3 separate regions of the Gossypium hirsutum genome follow, and regions 2 and 3 are each linked to region 1. Evidence: chromatin contacts called from public Hi-C data. All regions are on one chromosome and are shown on one strand. Each heading gives the region's core, a stretch centred on a gene start, on an enhancer-like site or on the middle of the called end of the contact. The rest is flanking DNA. Distances are from core to core; before and after follow the strand shown. Region 1 holds the start of LOC121229563. Region 2 holds the start of LOC107957130. Region 3 holds the start of LOC121229566 (probable methyltransferase PMT11).

What was found. Hi-C and Micro-C count contacts between places; a contact is called where the count stands out from the background.
Region 2: a contact with region 1 is called in a Hi-C map of leaf, with 4 times the contacts expected there. The contact joins the promoter of LOC107957130 here to the promoter of LOC121229563 in region 1. A contact is called at or near these places in 18 of 34 Hi-C or Micro-C datasets (callus, fibers, hypocotyl and 3 more).
Region 3: a contact with region 1 is called in a Hi-C map of leaf, with 2.3 times the contacts expected there. The contact joins the promoter of LOC121229566 here to the promoter of LOC121229563 in region 1. A contact is called at or near these places in 11 of 34 Hi-C or Micro-C datasets (leaf, petal and seedling).

The regions. Positions count from the first base shown.
Region 1 is chrA05:96,306,704-96,310,292 of Gossypium_hirsutum_v2.1, forward strand. It overlaps LOC121229563, which reads right to left and starts at 1,979. Exons shown (of 3, transcript XM_041114169.1): 1 at 1,526-1,979; 2 at 814-1,151; 3 at 314-736. The coding sequence starts at 1,798. The coding sequence ends at 577.
Region 2 is chrA05:96,097,748-96,101,336 of Gossypium_hirsutum_v2.1, forward strand. It overlaps LOC107957130, which reads right to left and starts at 1,851. Exons shown (of 5, transcript XM_016892568.2): 1 at 1,322-1,851; 2 at 642-726; 3 at 188-360; 4 at 1-68. The coding sequence starts at 1,480.
Region 3 is chrA05:96,471,801-96,475,389 of Gossypium_hirsutum_v2.1, forward strand. It overlaps LOC121229566 (probable methyltransferase PMT11), which reads left to right and starts at 2,028. Exons shown (of 9, transcript XM_041114171.1): 1 at 2,028-3,007. The coding sequence starts at 2,342.

The DNA of each region.
Region 1 (3,589 bases), core at 729-3,228:
TATGAGTTAAGATTGAAATAGGTTACTTTGGTTTCAAAGCCTTTTTTTTTCTTTTTTTTTATAAAAAAAATTAGATTTTCAATGGGTTTTATGATGATTTTAATGGAGGAGTTTTTGGTTACTAAGAAAGTTGTGAAACTTAAAAAAGAAGAAAATGAAAAAAAGAGAGGTTTTGATATAATCTCTACTTTGAACAAAAGAAAACATAGTTCTCTGAACTCTACTTTTGTTGACAAAATCCTTTTCCTGATGGGGTGAATATGTTTAAATCACATAAATGATAGCAATGACTTTGAGATGGCTAGAAATCAAATAAAAACAAGTCTATAGTTTATTTTTTTGATCTCCCCTCCCAACCCTCCAATACATATTTTCACTATTCACTCACAAATATAATTTAATGGATGGATTCTTCACCATGTGAATGACAATGAAGAATGTGTACCGGAAATGGACCGAATTCTAACCCAAAAAGACGACCTAATCTCTTTAAAAATAGATAAAAATACTCGTATCTTAGTTCATACAACAACTCGGAACGGTGCTAGTTTGACCTTACCATTTTTCATAAACTACTCATTCTTCAATGAACTTCTTGAGGTTCTTCAACCACAGAATATACTCCCGGCCATCCTTATTAATCATGTACTCGTGCAAGTAATTTGTGGTGCTCGGTTTGATTCCTCGGATCTCCAAATACTTGTGAAAAGCCTTCTGCAGGTTCTCATCCAAATCACTGCAAAACAAGAACATTAGTAATCGCATTCCATGCAAATCAATATTCCAATTTCACAATGTATTGAATAGGCTTACTAGAAATCTGGGCCTTCATAGGCGAGTTCATCCTCGGAGTTGGGATTTCGAACGGACAAACTATCTATGGTAATCTCATCAGGGTAAGCGGTACAGTTGAACTCTAAACTCGGACAGCCTTTTTTTGAGACATTAACAACCAATGGGACATTTGATTTACTAGGCTTTTCAGTGTCATCATCATCGTCATCATCCGCTTCGCCTTCACCAGTGACAAGATCAGGCATGTGAACATTAACTTTGATGAGTTCACCATCATACTCTCGTGTCAATGTTATGGTTTGAAGCCCAGGAGTGTCTTCGATTTTGAAAGGGAATTCACTTGGGGTTCCTTCAGCCTGTGAAGAAACAATTTTTTTTAAATGATTAAAAAACAATTCAAAATAAAGCATCGATTTCAGCTTGAAAACTTAACATCAATACTGGCTATTAAGCGATTGTTCTGTTTTTTTTCCCCACAAATTCTTTCAATAACCATATTGTAAACAACTAAAAGCAGCTTCTAATTATGTTTCTCGGGTCGGATATAAGTTCTACAATGAGTGTTACCATGTTCCAAGACAGCTCTTGAATTCAATCCCTACAAGTCTTCAGTTGACACGATTTGGATTGCAAAACACCCAAAATCCAAGTTCTATTTTTCCACTTACTTTCGTATAAACCCTAAATGATAAAAGAAAATGGGGAAAAGAAAAACTAATTAATTACTCACCTGATCATATTCATCACTCTCCTCGGCACACTGAATCTCAGACTCAATAACTCGGAGAAGAGACTCATCAGAAGCGGATTTTTGAGAATCAACAGCCGTTGAGAAATGCAGGGTGTTTGGGTAAAAACGGTTCACAGTAGGATGCTGAGACTGGAGGCCATGGTTCAAGGCCGTGAAGATGCAAGAGTGGTAGCTTCTCTGGACTCGGGTGAGTCGAATCGCGAGTGGAGCTAAGGAGTTAGCTGTTTTCCGGAGAATGGACGTGAAAGCCATGGGGGAGAAAGGTTGCTAGGGTTTTAGGAACGGTGGAGAGGGTTTTAGGTTGTTTTAAAGGCAGCATTCATGTTGAGGTACTGATGGGCAATATTCAAAAGCTTCCCCTGTTGGGCCTAATTTGGTCTGGGATTGGGCACTTGCCCATAAAATCTCTAAATCTAACTTTATTCACTCGGGTTTAGCGTATTCTACAATGTCTCAACTGGTTATATGATGTTAGCTTTAGACATGGGATCTTAACGAGTCGTTTATTTCATTTGATTACTTATGTTTATTCGAAAACATTGTTATTTTCAGCATCTAGATAGATTATTTATTCTATTGAAACTATTGTTAGATATTTTTCAAAGAAATATAGTTTTTATGGGTAAAAAAGCATGTGTCTGTTACGATTTTAATTAAATAAATTATTAAAAATTACAAACCTCATAAATTTAATTCAATTTCAACCAACCTTAATTTTATATTTATAATTTTTTAATATTTAAATTTATTTATTATTCATGTTATTGTGTATGTGTCAAAATCTAAATATAAAAATAAAAGGTTGCATAAAACTAAATGAGTTATATATATATATTTATTTAAAGGTTAGAATTTATGTTAACCGAAACAGCAAATCTTAATAAGAAAACCATACATTTTTAAATCAATGAAACCTCAATTGTTGGACATGAAGTAACTTTGATGTAATTTCTTTTTGGATAAATTGGATAGGTGATTATCCAACTTTTAGGTATGTTCTATTTTGATCACCCCACTTAAAAAACTTTCAATTTTGTCATCAATGTTTTTAAATTTTAAAATTTTTGTCACCCTGCTAAATACTTGATGTGGGTAGTTTTTTATTGGTCTAATAATAAATTTAATCCTCCAATATTTATACATTTTATCAATTTGATCCTAAATCTAGCCATTTAGCCCTCAATATTTACAAAATTTCACAAACTTCTGTAATTTGCACAACAATAATCCTGTATTCTCTCTACTAGCAAATCGGTGAATTGCTTCCCTCTCAGCTTCTCTCCTTTCTTTTTAATTGTTTTTTTTTTTCTGTTCTGTCTCTGCAATTTTGTGCTTTGCTTTGAAAGTTATTCAATTTTTGCACTGGAATGAAGAGAAGAAAACCCCAAAGGTAAAAATAAGAAAAAAATATGGAAAAGACCTATGCGCCCAAACGTTTTCCTTACCCAACCAGGCCTAGTTAATTATGGAGAAGCAAGAGTCTGAACTGTGTGTGTTTTTTTTTTAATGGGTTTCCCCTGTAATTTGGATAGTTGCTTCTTTTAGATATTGTTTTTCGCTACTTCGATTGATAGTTCCGTTGGTTAATTTAGTTCTTTTTGACTTATTTCTTGCTGGGTTTTTTTTCTCCGATTTCCTTATGCCTGTGAAACTATCTGCACAGGTGTTTCAATTTCCCTTGAAGGGTTTGATTGTTCCACTTTTGGCTTGTTTATAAAAATATACCATCATCTCACACTGAAGAAGCCAAATTGGAACAACTTGTCACTGATTTCTTATAAGAGTCTTTTAGAATTAAATCCAATTTTTTTTTTAAATATAATAACTTTTTTAGAATTAAAATTAAATGATAAATTTTATAAGGGTTGAAGGTTAAATTTATTAAAATTTTAAATTTAAAGTTAAATTAATAAAATGTACAAATATTAAAAATTTTAATTTATCATTAGGCTAATAAAAAATTTCGGTAAACTTTCCGTTAAGTATTTAAGCCCCGATCGCTAAAATTTTAAATTTTAAAAGCATTGGTGATGAAATTGAAAG
Region 2 (3,589 bases), core at 601-3,100, 210 kb before region 1:
CAATTTCCTCTTGAAGCACCATGAGAATTGTTTCCATTGGGATCATCATCTCCCCCATCTTTTTGAAACTGTCAAGACAGATGATACAAGAAAATGAGAAATCCCTCCTAATTATCAATTTAACATGTACAGAAATCCCTCCTAATACACCTTAAGGAATATTGTAATGCGTATGTTATATACTTACATAGGGGGGAGACTCAGTGGTTTTCTTCCTTGGAGAATAGTTTTCTTGGCCTCCATAGTAAATAGATGAGCTGAGATAGCTAGGTTCCACTGTTTCATTGTGATAAACGGATGAACTCTTGTCTTTATTCCTTGTGCTGCTGCTTTGTCCCTTGCTATAATCAGTGTTATGATCTGAAACAAAACATGCATGAGCAACATTCTCATCTCTCATGTTTGTTTCTTGCTTGATAATAAACCAAACTTAACATTCTCATTAAGACCCCACATAAAGTTTTACTATAACAAACATAATTAATCTACATGTTTAATTTTTTTATATATCATATCCTCATATTCAGATACGTGTCAAGTACACACACATATATATATCCAAATATGTCGAACAGAAGAAAACTACGAGAAAAATGCAAGGAGAAATGCTAAAAATTAATACAAGAAGGCAACAAAAAAACCTGTTCCATATCTGGCATGATGGGGCAAACCCTGAGTATTCCATGAACCTCTAATTCCGGAGTGAGTTGAGTCCCTCCCCAGCACCTGAAATCAGAAAAGAGAGAACAATATTTAGACCTATTCACCATTAAAAACCTATAAAAATTAGAACAAAAATGGATAACCACAATTAAAACAAGCCATACATAGCCAGAGGTCACCAATAATTCCATTAATGCACAGTACAAAGCCAACTTTTCTCCCACCACTAGCTAGCATTGGAATATACATATTAACTTTGCAAATTTAAGATGTTACAGAGAAAAATTGACCGGTAAACCCCACTAGCTAGCATCTATCCACTAAGTGAATATATCCAAGCACATGATGTACAGAATTTTAGTGTATTATATAAAGCATCTCTTTGCATCTTTTTTAAAGAATCATTCACTTGGAATATATAAATCCATAATGTTAGAAAAAGAAATATACAAACTCTAAATACAATTAAGCCAGGTTTATCCTAAATATATCAACTTCTCAGTTACTTCCAATCAAAGTATATTATCCCCCAGTATCAAAATTTCACACATCTGCAAGTAAATAGCTAACTAATGAGTAAAATGGTATTTCATTTTTCGTCAAAATCAACAAAGCTGTATCATTTTATGGATAGAAAATGAAGAGCAAAAGGGTTTACCACTGATGGAGGGGGAAAAATAGTTCCAAAAAGCCCAGTTGTGGTAGTTGATGAAGAAGAAGAGTCCTTTGGACCAAAGAGATGATCCAAAGAAACAGACGATGAAGATGATGATGATGATGATGATGAAGAGCCACTCACTTGCCTTTTGTTTTCCATACCAGAAAAATAAGTGAACTTTTTTTTTTTTTCCTTTTTGGGGTTTAAAAAAATATCTTTCTTTGTCAACCAACGAACAAAACTACTCTTTGAGATATATATAAATATATATATCTTAAAACAAGAAACGACCCTCAAAGAACGAGACCGAACAAAAAACACAAAGACAAAAAGGTTGCTGGCAATGTCGGGCCAGTGGATAAGATTTTCTTTTTTCTCAGAAAACAAAAGAAACAAACCAAAGAGATAAAAGTAAAGAAGAGTGCAAGAGAGGTAGGAAGGAGGTAAGGGAAGGAAAGCAAAAGAGGGAGAGAGAGCTGAGAAACACGTGAAGAGTTTGCAGTGCAGATGTAGAGATATGTTTGTTGGTTGGCAAAGGATCCAAGCCTATTTATAAGCCCAAGAAAAGGGGTTTTTCACAGTTTGAGCTCCTTTTGTTCAACCCCATTTTGAAGATCGAAAGAGAATTAGACAAATGGAATTTTTACTAAAGCCTAGAAAAAGAAAACCCATGTGAATTCCTTCATTTTTTATGTCTGGTTTTTTGACAAATGGCTATGCATGTATCATTCAAACACCAAACACAAGTTGGACATTTCATTTGATTCAATTCCAACCCTTGTTTGCCACGTGTCTCCTTGGGTACTTCTTTTATTTTTTTATTGTTAATAAAGAACATGAGTCATCTCTACATAATTATTTCTTTTATAAAATTATTAGATATAATATAAATTGTTTGCTCCTTTTTGGTATGGTTTGATTTTATGTCAAGTCTCCATACTGTGTTTTCTCTTGTTATTTCCCTTAAGCTATCTAATGTTTTTAAGATCTTTACTATTTTTTTTGTACTAATGTCATAATTAATTATATATTCTCCTTTGAACAAAAAAATTTATTGTATTATATTAATAGTTTATATTGTTGAGGGGATGTGGAGCTTGCTTCGAGAAAAATCTGTGAAGTGGGGAGTCAATAGACCTCTCAACAAGTTGGTTTAGACCTGAGGCATCTATCCTCGGTTTTATTTAGGTTTTGTCTCCCGACTTTACTAAGAGCCTCAGAGGGTTCATGGAGTAAGAGTGCCTTCATCCATTGAAAAAATGTTAACATTTGCTCTTGATGAGATTTGAGCCCATATCCTTATATGACAATTGTAGGTAAGGAAGGTACCACTTTGTCTACAATACTTTGTAAACTTCTTTTAAAACAAGCGTGACCTCTCCGCAATAATGATCATTAAGAATATATGATTAATTTTTTAAATATAATTCTTAAATTACTCTCAATCTTTATATGGAGGATATTAATAATATATGTAATAAATATATTTATAAAAAATGAGGTATAAAACAATTGAGTCTTTGGCTGAAATGATAAACCAAATATGTTAAAAAATATAGTGTCTTAAGTCAAATCCTAGGTGTATAATATTTATATAAAAGATATAAAAAATAAAAACATAATTAAATAATATAATTTATTTTATAAAGTAATTGTATTTTAGTCATTATTAATTGAGTTAATTCTCGATTAACTCATAACAACAACTCAATTACAGGCTTAATATATAGTAGTACAAGTTGTATAAATCATCTTTATTAAATTCAAATGAATCCCACTTCAAATATTGTTTTGTTATACAATTTTATGGAAGAGAAAAGAGGACATATATAGCCGAAATTTAATTTGTGTTCCTAAAAGAACTTATATCTCAAAATTTATCTTGTAAATTATTTATCATATATAAAATATATTTTTAGTTATGATTTTTTATCAAATGTTATGGATAAAGTATACATATAATATGAATAAAGTATACATATAATATTTAATCAATCAGTCAATTACCCAATTGTAAAAATTATTAACTTAAGCATTAACATTATAAACATAAAAATTTAGGCACCCAATCGCTGGACACCAATAATTATGTGATGTAGTATTATTATGGTGGATGATAGGTTGTATTACTATGCATTTCAACCTACCAAATAGTATTCTTCACATGGTATTATAAATTTGAAATTAAAAGAAGATAAATTAAAATATTTACCTTTTAAATTTTCAAAAAAGTTTTATTTTAATTAGAAAAGTTATAATTTCATCACT
Region 3 (3,589 bases), core at 778-3,277, 170 kb after region 1:
TAAGACAAACGTATAGTAAAAACTAATTAGTTAACAACTAAAACTACTAAAACCAAAAAAAGTTCTAAATTAAACCCTGGAAAAAATGAAGAAAACTAACTAGAAATCTAAAGAGATGAAAGAAAAGTAAAGACAAAAAGCTCTCTTAGTTCTCAGCTAAAAGTGGCTTTTAAACATCTGATTACAATAAAAAAAAAGTTGACTAGAATGCCCATAGAAGCTATGTTTTGATTGGGTAATGTGTTAGACAAAAGACTACCCTTACAGCTAATTTCTCCCCATTAGGCATCGGTGTCGCAACACCCAGGCTTCGATGTTGCGACACCCAAAATAGTGGCAAATTTGTGGATCTTAGTGTTGGATCTTATGCCCTAAGTGTAATATTTTCGTCTAAGTATACTTGTAATTTTTTAAATAGATTGATTAATAAAACTATTCATGAATTACATATTGATTAATAAAACTATTGCACTATTGCACTTCAGTGCATTCTTGTACTATTTTTGTCTATCCTATGTGTTTTGTTAAGTTTACATTGGGCCTCCGTTGAATAATAAAAGACAAAAATAAAGCTAAGAATAATATGACAAGGTTATGAGTCAGTGATGGAATGGCAATGAAAGAAATTATAATGATTGAGTTATAGTATAGAGTTACTAATACTAATACTAATATGTTTTACACTTTTTTATTACAATGTTATTGTACTATATTTTTATTTAATTAATAAAAGGCAAGTTTAATTCTCGTTGTACTTACTAAGCTTTCATAAGCTTAACGTGTTATTTCTAATGCGTAGGTAAAATTGTGACATGAGGATTTTCTAAGGATCAATGTCTTTGCATCTCTTCCTATCCCAAGAGCTTGGAGAAGAGTATGCTATCTCCACTATTTTGTTTTTAAGTATATGGCATGTACCTAGGTGAATGTTTATGTAAGTAAATAGGGAACTAATTGATTCCCACATTTGAGTTTGATGTGTTTTAGTGAGTAAATATAAGGTATTATTTGGTATATGAGTTCTGGTTTGTGTTTGGAATGAGTATGAACGATTTTGGTATGGTTTGGGTGTGCTTGAAAATAGAATTTTTAGGTCCCCTATTCTAGGCCTTGAGACATGTGAAATGTGTCTCGAGACGTACAAACTTCAAAGGTAAATATCTACAGTAACCGAACCATGTCTCAAGACATAAAGGACTTTGTGTCGAGATAGGACAACATCGAAGCTAAACTTCTACAGTGTCATGGCAATGTCTCAAGACATGTAGGCCTTGATCTCAAGACATACAAACTTGCAGTTGAAATTTTTTATTCCAATTAAATAAGACTTGAAGCAAATTTTATATGCAATTAATCTTTATTAATAGTCTAGTTATATTCCTAAAAGTGTAAAAAAGTCTTCAATTCATTATTAAAAGTTTAATTTAAAAGTGTTTGAAATCATAAATGTATGTTCAATGTTCAATGTTCAATGTTCAATGTTCAATGTTCAATATAACATTTGTTACTTGAGTTCACTCAGGTAAGGAGTGTTACACATGTGGTAGTATATAATTAGCCTACATGTAAACTTTTGGTAGGAATTAAGATCGTTAGACGAAAGTACTAAATTGATAGACGAGAATTAAAATTCAAGTATCACGTTAGACAAATTTTTGTTAAAGTACAAGTGTATTTTTTTGCCATTATCCCAATTTATATTGATCATAATACAAATTATTATAATTCTAAAAATTTAACATTTATATTTAAGTGTTTTTACTTCCTCAATCATATTGTTACGATTTTTTAACAAACTTTTAATAAATAATATAATATATATTAATTAATACACAATTAACTCGTGGATTATATATAAAAAAAAACTAATTAATATCTATATCATTAGATTTGATCACTTCAATTAAACAAAATTTTACTCGATACTTATAGGTCTGTTTCATATTTGATTAAAGAATACATATAATTATCATAAATTTTTTTCAGCACAACTATATTTTAAAAGAAGTTAAAATTTAAAGAATTGTAAATTTTAAAATTTCATTGTGATGTTTGATAACTTGTATTTGAGTCGTGCTTATTGTAGAAATACATTTTGAGTTGAGTATGAGATGTATAACATGGATTTAAACTTAGTTATTATATTAAATCAATTTTAAAATAAATTTCACAGATGAAGATAAATTTTCGTTCACCGACAAGTGACGCTAGCAAAACACAAATCAATCGAATCTCCAGCTTTGGGAAAATTTTAAAGAAAGTCAGTACTTCAAGCCACTGATTCAGAAAACGACACTCCGGATCTCCGCCATTCGCCGTCGTTTTGAAGCGTTTCTCAACCATGAAACTTCTCGGCCATGTCGATTCCCTCAAAAGCCAAACGTCGATCAAATTCGCGGCCTTTATTTTTATTTCCGTCGCTTCCTTTTACTTAGGCAAACACTGGTCCGACGGTTCCCGACTCATCTTCTTCTCCCGCCAATCCCCTTCTGGAACGACGTCGTCTTCTTCTTCCATCGCTCTTTCTCCTAATCTCAATAAAGAATTCAATGTCTCCGCTCTCATTGACACTCCGGAACCTCCTCGTTCAGCTAAAAGCGAAGGAAAGTGGGCGTCGGGGTCTTTGAAAGCTCCGCCTCCACCTCCAGAGTTCAAGATTTACGGGATCGTAGATGAGAATGGTACAATGTCGGATAAGTTTGAGATCGGGGAGTTTGATACGGATTTGGTGGAGAATTGGGATAACGGAACGGAGGTTGAGGCGGAAACGGGTAAAGAGGAGGTTAGGTCTACCTTTAGAGTGAAGAAGTTTGGGTTTTGCGGAGAAAATATGAGAGAGTATATACCGTGTTTGGATAACGTGGAAGCGATTAAGAGGCTTAAATCGACGGAGAGAGGGGAGAGATTTGAACGACATTGCCCGGAGAAAGGGAAAGGATTGAATTGCTTGGTTCCAGCTCCAAAAGGATATTGCCCTCCGATCCCTTGGCCTAGGAGCCGCGATGAGGTAAATAATTCTATTTAATTTTGAAAAATACATGTTAAAAGTAAATAGAATAGCGAATTATTGATGTAATGTTTTTCTAGATTATTTAACTACTGGGTCTGAGCTCGTTGAATACTTAAGCTTAACATGGAGAATATGGGGCTCAGTTGGAGTCACTAGTGGAAAAATTAGAATCAACAGTATCTGAGTTGGCTTTTTTCTGTTTTTGGGTGTTTAGAAAGTGCAAATTAAATAGAATGTAGAATATCGAACTGAGCTTGTGTGATTGAGTCATGAGTTGATAATTAGAGCCAACTGGCTGTTTCGGAAGTGGTTAGGAAGGAGAAATTAAATGGTTTGTAGTTTAGCTGGACAAGGAGAGTTTGCGTTTAGTGTAAGATTACATGCCTTAAAGTTAAAGTACTAAAATGGATTTGGCATCTTTAGATCTTTATAGGAAACGTAGTATAATGAAAAACGGTAGACAAGCTTAACTTATATGTGTGTTTTTGGACTGCATTGATGCGAAATTCCAAAATCTTAAAATTTGGAGCTAGTCACCCTTTGCTTTTGTTATTTTAATCAGTTTAGTCCTCTTCCTAA